Linked DNA regions of Mus musculus: region 2 is linked to region 1. Evidence: chromatin contacts called from public HiChIP or PLAC-seq data. All regions are on one chromosome and are shown on one strand. Each heading gives the region's core, a stretch centred on a gene start, on an enhancer-like site or on the middle of the called end of the contact. The rest is flanking DNA. Distances are from core to core; before and after follow the strand shown.

What was found. HiChIP or PLAC-seq counts read pairs in DNA pulled down with a chosen protein or histone mark.
Region 2: a contact with region 1 is called in an HNF4G HiChIP or PLAC-seq map of pancreatic cancer cells. The contact joins the promoter of Ak1 here to the enhancer-like site in region 1. A contact is called at or near these places in 2 of 39 promoter capture datasets (both in liver), 1 of 484 Hi-C or Micro-C datasets (embryonic stem cells), 4 of 115 datasets of contacts at active chromatin or transcription factors (embryonic limb bud, embryonic stem cells and pancreatic cancer cells) and 2 of 9 other capture datasets (liver and pancreatic islet).

The regions. Positions count from the first base shown.
Region 1 is chr2:32,323,886-32,326,970 of GRCm38.p6, reverse strand. All of the region lies in intron 11 of Dnm1 (dynamin 1), which reads left to right. Among named protein-coding and RNA genes, the nearest start is that of Mir199b, 7.0 kb to the right of the region's middle. Within about 2 kb of position 1,415, at least 56 of the 459 cell types and tissues checked have an H3K27ac peak or open chromatin away from gene starts, as enhancers often do. A contact at or near this core is called in pancreatic cancer cells, where this site is marked.
Region 2 is chr2:32,623,990-32,627,074 of GRCm38.p6, reverse strand. Ak1 (adenylate kinase 1) reads right to left here and starts at 1,638. Exons shown (of 7, transcript NM_001198791.1): 1 at 1,537-1,638.

The DNA of each region.
Region 1 (3,085 bases), core at 166-2,665:
TCTCTTCCCATCTGTCCTCCACCCCAAATTGAAATCTCACTATGTAGCCTAAGCTGGCCACAAACCTATGATCCTCCTGCCTCGTCCTCTGGAGTGTACCTACCCCCTGCATCCAGATTCCAGATCCTTCCTTTTTCTTTGTCTATCTGGCATCCTTGGCTTCCTGGTGGTCTGTGCAGCCATCCCCCTGAGGCCTTCCTCTGTCTGTCTGTCTGTCTGTCTGTTTGCTAAGTCTCTGGCTGGCCTTGGGCCCTCACAGCCGATCCACCTTTTGCATTTCTGTTTCTGAAATATTCATTCATTCACAGATTTAGACACCAGATGTTGTCTTTGGGAAGAGCAGAGATATTTGGGCCTCCTGAGGCTCAGAACAGGGTCTCACTATGTAGCCTGGAACTCACTCTGTAGACCAGGCTGGCCTCAGACTCAGAGATCCGCCTGCCTCTACCTCCCAAGGGCTGGGATTAAAGGCCGGCACCACTTACCCACTCTTTGATTGTCTGTTACCTCTCTAAACTTACCTTGGTGCTCCACCTTCCTGTTCCCTCACCCCACCCATGTCCTCGTGCATATCCCTTCTCCACCATGTATCCTTGGTTCTCTTTCATGTTTTTAAGTCCTTATTATGCCAAATGTCCTTAGGAACAGCTGTGTTCCAGGATTCCTGGAAAGTGGCGTAAGAAGGTGAAAGAGGATCGCTCTGAATTTGAGGCCAGATAGCAAGTAGCAAGTCCCAGGACAGCCAGGACTACATAGAGGGATCCTGTCTTGATAACTTTCTTCGGGGGGGTGGGGGGGGAGAGCATGAGAACCCCAGGAAGCCCAAGGTCCAGCTAGCTTGGTGTGTGCAACGGTAAATAGCAAGAGACCTTGTCTCAACCAAGGTAGCCGGCAAGCAAGGAAAGCCATGGTTATTATCTTCTGATCTCCATGTGCACACGCGGTATACACACCGCTCTCACCCACGTCTGCCCACAAATCACTTCAGTGTGATGCTACCCAGCATCCCACCTCCTTCTCCCCTCCATTCCTCTCTCCCTCCAACTGTCCCCCTCCAACTGTGTCCCTCCAACTGTGTATGTGTGAGTGTTAGGACTTACATAGCCCAGGCTGCTTTGAATTCACTACGTAGCAGAGGATAAACTTGCAGTCCTACTCCTCCTGCTCCTCCCCTATGAATGCTCAGATTACAGGAATGAGCCACCATGCCCACTTTATGTGGTGTTTGTTAGAGAGTGAAGCCAGGGCTTCCTGCGTGCTAGGCAAGGACGCTGTCACCTGAGCCACACCCCCAGCTTCAGCGCTACCTCTAGGAACCATATTCTTCCGGTGCATTGTGCCTTTCTCTCAACAACACTCACACTATTGAGCATCTGCTGGCTCTCTGACATGCTGAAGGAGTGACTCACTTCAGTGTAATTTGTGTTCGCCAGTCCTTCAGGTCCAGAAGTGCTTCCTCAGCAGAATGTCCGCCTCAGGAAGGACAGGCCCCAGCTCACAGGAAGGGAGGAAGAGGACTTAGGGGTGGACCCAGCAGTCACTTTCATCAAGACTCAAGGCTGGACGTGGTGGCATTTGCCTGGAACCCCAGCTCTTTGGAGGTGGAGGCAGAAAGATCAGGCACTCAAAGCTAGCCTCAGCTACCTAAAGAATTTGAAGCCAGACTTGGGCTATGTAAGACCCTGTCTCATAAACCAAACCAAAACAAACCACAGCAAAACAAAAGACCCAAATACAAGTATCGTCACACTTCAGAATTTGTAGTGTGTGTGTGTGTGTGTGTGTGTGTGTGTTGTGTTTCTCCACAACAGTCTAGAATTTTCCTATGCTTTTGAACATCTATAGAGTCTTTCATTGTCAGGCCACCTAATCTATTTCACTTTCTAATGGTCATTGCCTTGTTCCCAAATTTCTTCCATTACAAATTATACCACACCCAAGCTTGTAGACATAGGCCTATTGTCCCTGGTACTGGGTACTGGGAAGACTGAGGTTGGAGGAGCACTTACACCCCAGAGTTCAAGACTAGCCTGGGCAGTGAACATAAACATCTTGTGTATGTGTGTGTGTGTGTGTGTGTGTGTGAGAGAGAGAGAGAGAGAGAGAGAGAGAGAGAGAGAACTTTACCCACCTTGGACGCTCTGGCTCCTAGATCTTTGATTATTCGATGAGCTTATCTGAGATACAGTTCTAGAAAGGTTAACTTTAATGTTAAGCATTACCAGGTCACCTTCCACAAGTAACACTAATTACTCACAGCAGCTCCTGCCTCACTTATGTAGGTAACTGTGTTCCATCCACCACAGTACAAAAACAAGAGTTACAGCGCTGGGTCTGGGGAGATGGCTCAGAGATTAAGAGCACTGACTGGCTGCCAGGGTTTGGTTCCCAGAACCGACATGGCAGCCCACAACCACCTGTAACTCCAGTTTTAGGTGACTGGACGCCCTCTTCTGGCCTCTGGAGGCACTGTATGTAAGTGATGCATACAGAGGCATGCAGACAAAACATCCATACACATAACATAAATAATAATCCGTAAATCTTTTCAAAAGTAAAAAAAAAAAAGAGCTACAGTTCCATCTTCCTATGCACATGCTATCCTAACCTTTATTAACACTTACTATTCATTAGGGTTAAGAAAGATCTGCTGGGCGTGGTGGTGCACGCCTTTAATCCCAGCACTTGGGAGGCAGAGGCAGGTGGATTTCTGAGTTCGAGGCCAGCCTGGTCTATGAAGTGAGTTCCAGGACAGCCAGGGCTACACAGAGAAACCCTGTCTCTAAAAAAAAGAAGTTGGGGGGAGATATTTCTGATTTGACTAGGAGCTCTTTATGAACAAGGGTGGACAATTTTTGCATATTTTAAGACTGTTTTATTAGCATATATTAATTATATATAAAATAATGATTTCAGTTTTTGCATACTTTTTTTTTTCGAGACAGGGTTTCTCTGTGTAGCCTTGGCTGTCCTGGAACTCACTTTGTAGACCAGGCTGGTCTCGAACTCAGAAATCCATCTGCCTCTGCCTCCCAAGTGCTGGGATTAAAGGCATGCGCCACCATACCCGGCTTGACCTGTCTTT
Region 2 (3,085 bases), core at 389-2,888, 300 kb before region 1:
AGGTCTGGACAATCTGTCCCCTCCTTTCTCATCCACTTTAATGCCTCCCTCCTGCCAGGCCTTTGCAGCGTCACACACCAAATGCTTGGGGGGATGTCTTCCTCCAAATGCTACTGGAGGCCCCAGCTCAAATGTCACCTCTTTCAGGATGCCTTCCTAGATTGCACCCTAGGGTCCCACATTGACAGGTGCTGTCTCTGAACTTCAAGTTGCAAGGTACCCAGCTTAAGGTGTCAGGACACTCATTAGCACCATGGATCTTGTTCCTGTCCCTGATTGGGCCTGGCAGAGGATAGCACTGGCCTGGGACTCTCATTCCACCCTGCCTGCCATCTGGGGAGGGAATTGGGCTTGGGGGAGGGACACAGACTAGCTCCAGACTCTGGCTGGGGTCAAGCTCAAGCCTGGCACCCCCAAACACACAAGAACCTTGAGACCCATGGCCTGAGCTGCAGCCTCTAAGCCTACAGAGTGTGCAGGAGGAGGCATGGGGCTGCCAAGTCCTTCGGCAGCTGCCCAGGGGGGGAGGAGTGTCCCAGGGCCTGGACAGCCACCAGCATGTCCTAGGAGATCACTCCCCTCTACATGCCCCACCCCTCCTGGTAACCTGAGTCCCTCTGTCCCACAGACACCTGCTTCTTTGGTCTAAAATAACTTGGGTCGTGAGGAGGCCTCCGGAAAGCCAGGGGTCCCAGACAAGAGTAAGGTTACAGGACTACGCAGCCAGGCCTTATAAGGTTCCCTGGGTCAGGGCCCCAGTGCTCCTAATATGACTGTCTTCTAGGTGGCTCAAGGAGCAGAGGCCCCAGGGGACACACTTCCCCAATCTCTATGCCTGTTTGTCCCAGGTGCTTGCTCAGCAAAAGCCCTCATAGAGGCTAGCTATCAGACAGGGTTCAAGTCAAACCCTATCACTCAGCTGTGTGACCTTGGGCAGCTGATGTCCCCTCTCTGGCCAGCCTTGCTGATGCTGAAGCATCCTGGGTAAGCTGAGTGGACCTGTGAGTCAGGCAGGAGGGTTCCTGCGGAGCCCCTGATTGGGCAGGAGGTGCTGGCAGAGCTCCAACATCCAGGAGCCCCAGATCCTCACAACACTTGGTGGCATTACAATTCTTGTGAACACACAGGCTGACCCTATCCAGGTCCTCTGGGACAAGGAGATAGGCCTCTGTCCTTCCCTTGTCCCTTAGGGCCTCAGCACAGAATTGCCAAGGGCATGGGTGGAACTGAAGCCCCAGGAATACCAGCTGGGACAAAGAGGGTCTGGGAAGCTGAGAGTACCAGGACACACACACACACACACACACTTGAGCACACATGCACACACATTGCCACAGGGTACATGCACCCAGAGCTGATAGCTGATAGGATACACATGCAAACACACACAGCTCATAACCATGGATACAAACATTCAAGACACACAGAACCCAAGGGTAGCCTGATACCAGCAACCCCACCTTCCCACAGGTGATGTCTCCCCACACCTCTTAGAGGCTTCCACGCGGGCAGACAATGGAGCAGACACACACTGACCTGGGGGAGGGTGTGGTGGGCGCTGGGGCCAGTGAGTGCCCTGCCTGTCCTCTCAGCCGCCTGCAAAGGCGACTATTTATAAGGCTGTCAGCGCGCACGCATGGCATGCTGGGAGCCAGCACTCTGGCGAGATGGCAGAGAGAAGGGAGGAGGGAGGGAGCCGGGGGAAGGAGGAGGAGAGAGAAGAAAGCAGGAACTCTCATGGAAAGCTTAGGAGTGAGCGTCCCCACCAGGCACTCCCTGGGACTAAACCTGCACACAGTGTGTCTGCCACCACTCTATGCCCGCACGACTCTCCACAGACAAGGGTTCTTTAGCTGGGTCAGCTGATGCTCAGACAAGTTGGTGTGTTTAATCTCAGCGTTTAATCAAGGAGACCAGACCAGGGAAGTAAGGAGGGAGGGGGACCAGGGTGTAAACTTTGTTGTTCCAGGGTCACCATCCTCAGGCTCTGAGACCCCCTACCCTGAGACATCTCCCCTATTGGAAATGACTCTTTGAGCTCCTCCTGGATCCTGACTATCTGGTGGCTAGGTAGATGATAAGCCAGCCTTGAACTCTCCATGGTTGAACATGGAGAAAGAACACTCAGAAAGCTTTGTGTATCCAGATTGGGGTTTGCTAAGAATGAGGACTCTCATTTCTGAGTACCCGGTGGAGCACGATGATGCCAACAGCAGACTCCAGCTGTGCCCAGGGAACCCCTAAGCACAGAGCAGGACCCAGAGGCCACCTGAGACTCCCCGTGTGGAAAGCCATGTGCCTAATTAGGGAGCTCTCTACAGGAGAAGTGGTACAGGGTGCTGGTGCTCAAAGCATAGCAGGACAGAGGGATCGGCTCACATAAGGCCTCCAAAGCATGGCTCCGAACAGCAAAATAGGGTGAAACTGGAAACTTTTGTAAATGCTTGGGAGCCACAGACAACCAGTTTGGGTGGTGCCTGAACACCAGTAGCAGCCTGCATACCAAGGTCCTGCCACTGTGGGGGCAGATGGACTGGGCCATCTGTCCTGTGCTGGCCTGAAAGGCTACTCCCAATACTTAGGCTGGTGTGTGCATTGCACAACTTTCGGGGAAAGCAGATTGATTTTATCAGCTCCTACATCAGAAACCCATTCAGGAACAGGATTTACACAGGAAGGTTCTTAAGCCCAGTGGCGGGGACTGACTGGGGCCATAGCACAGAAGGGTGCATGGGAGCTGCTACTCACTCAGAGCAGCTCTGGGTGAGAAGGGAAACCTCACTTGCTGGGGTAGCAGGCACCTGTGAGAGACATGATGCACACCTGCCCAGGTCCAATCTCACCTGAATAAAAATGATTCTGAATGCAGGCTGGATAGAGGTGATGGAACTTGGTGAGAGTAGTGCCCAGTGTAGGAAGCCCTGGGCTCACGCCATGTGTACTGGATAAGGCAGCTTGAACCTATGATCCTGGTACTAGAGGGATACAGAAGGGGATCAGAAATTCCAGGTCTGGGGTTGGAGAGATGGCTCAGCGGTTGGAAAAAGAAAAAGGCTGGAGAATTAGAACTGAGGCAAGCCCTCAG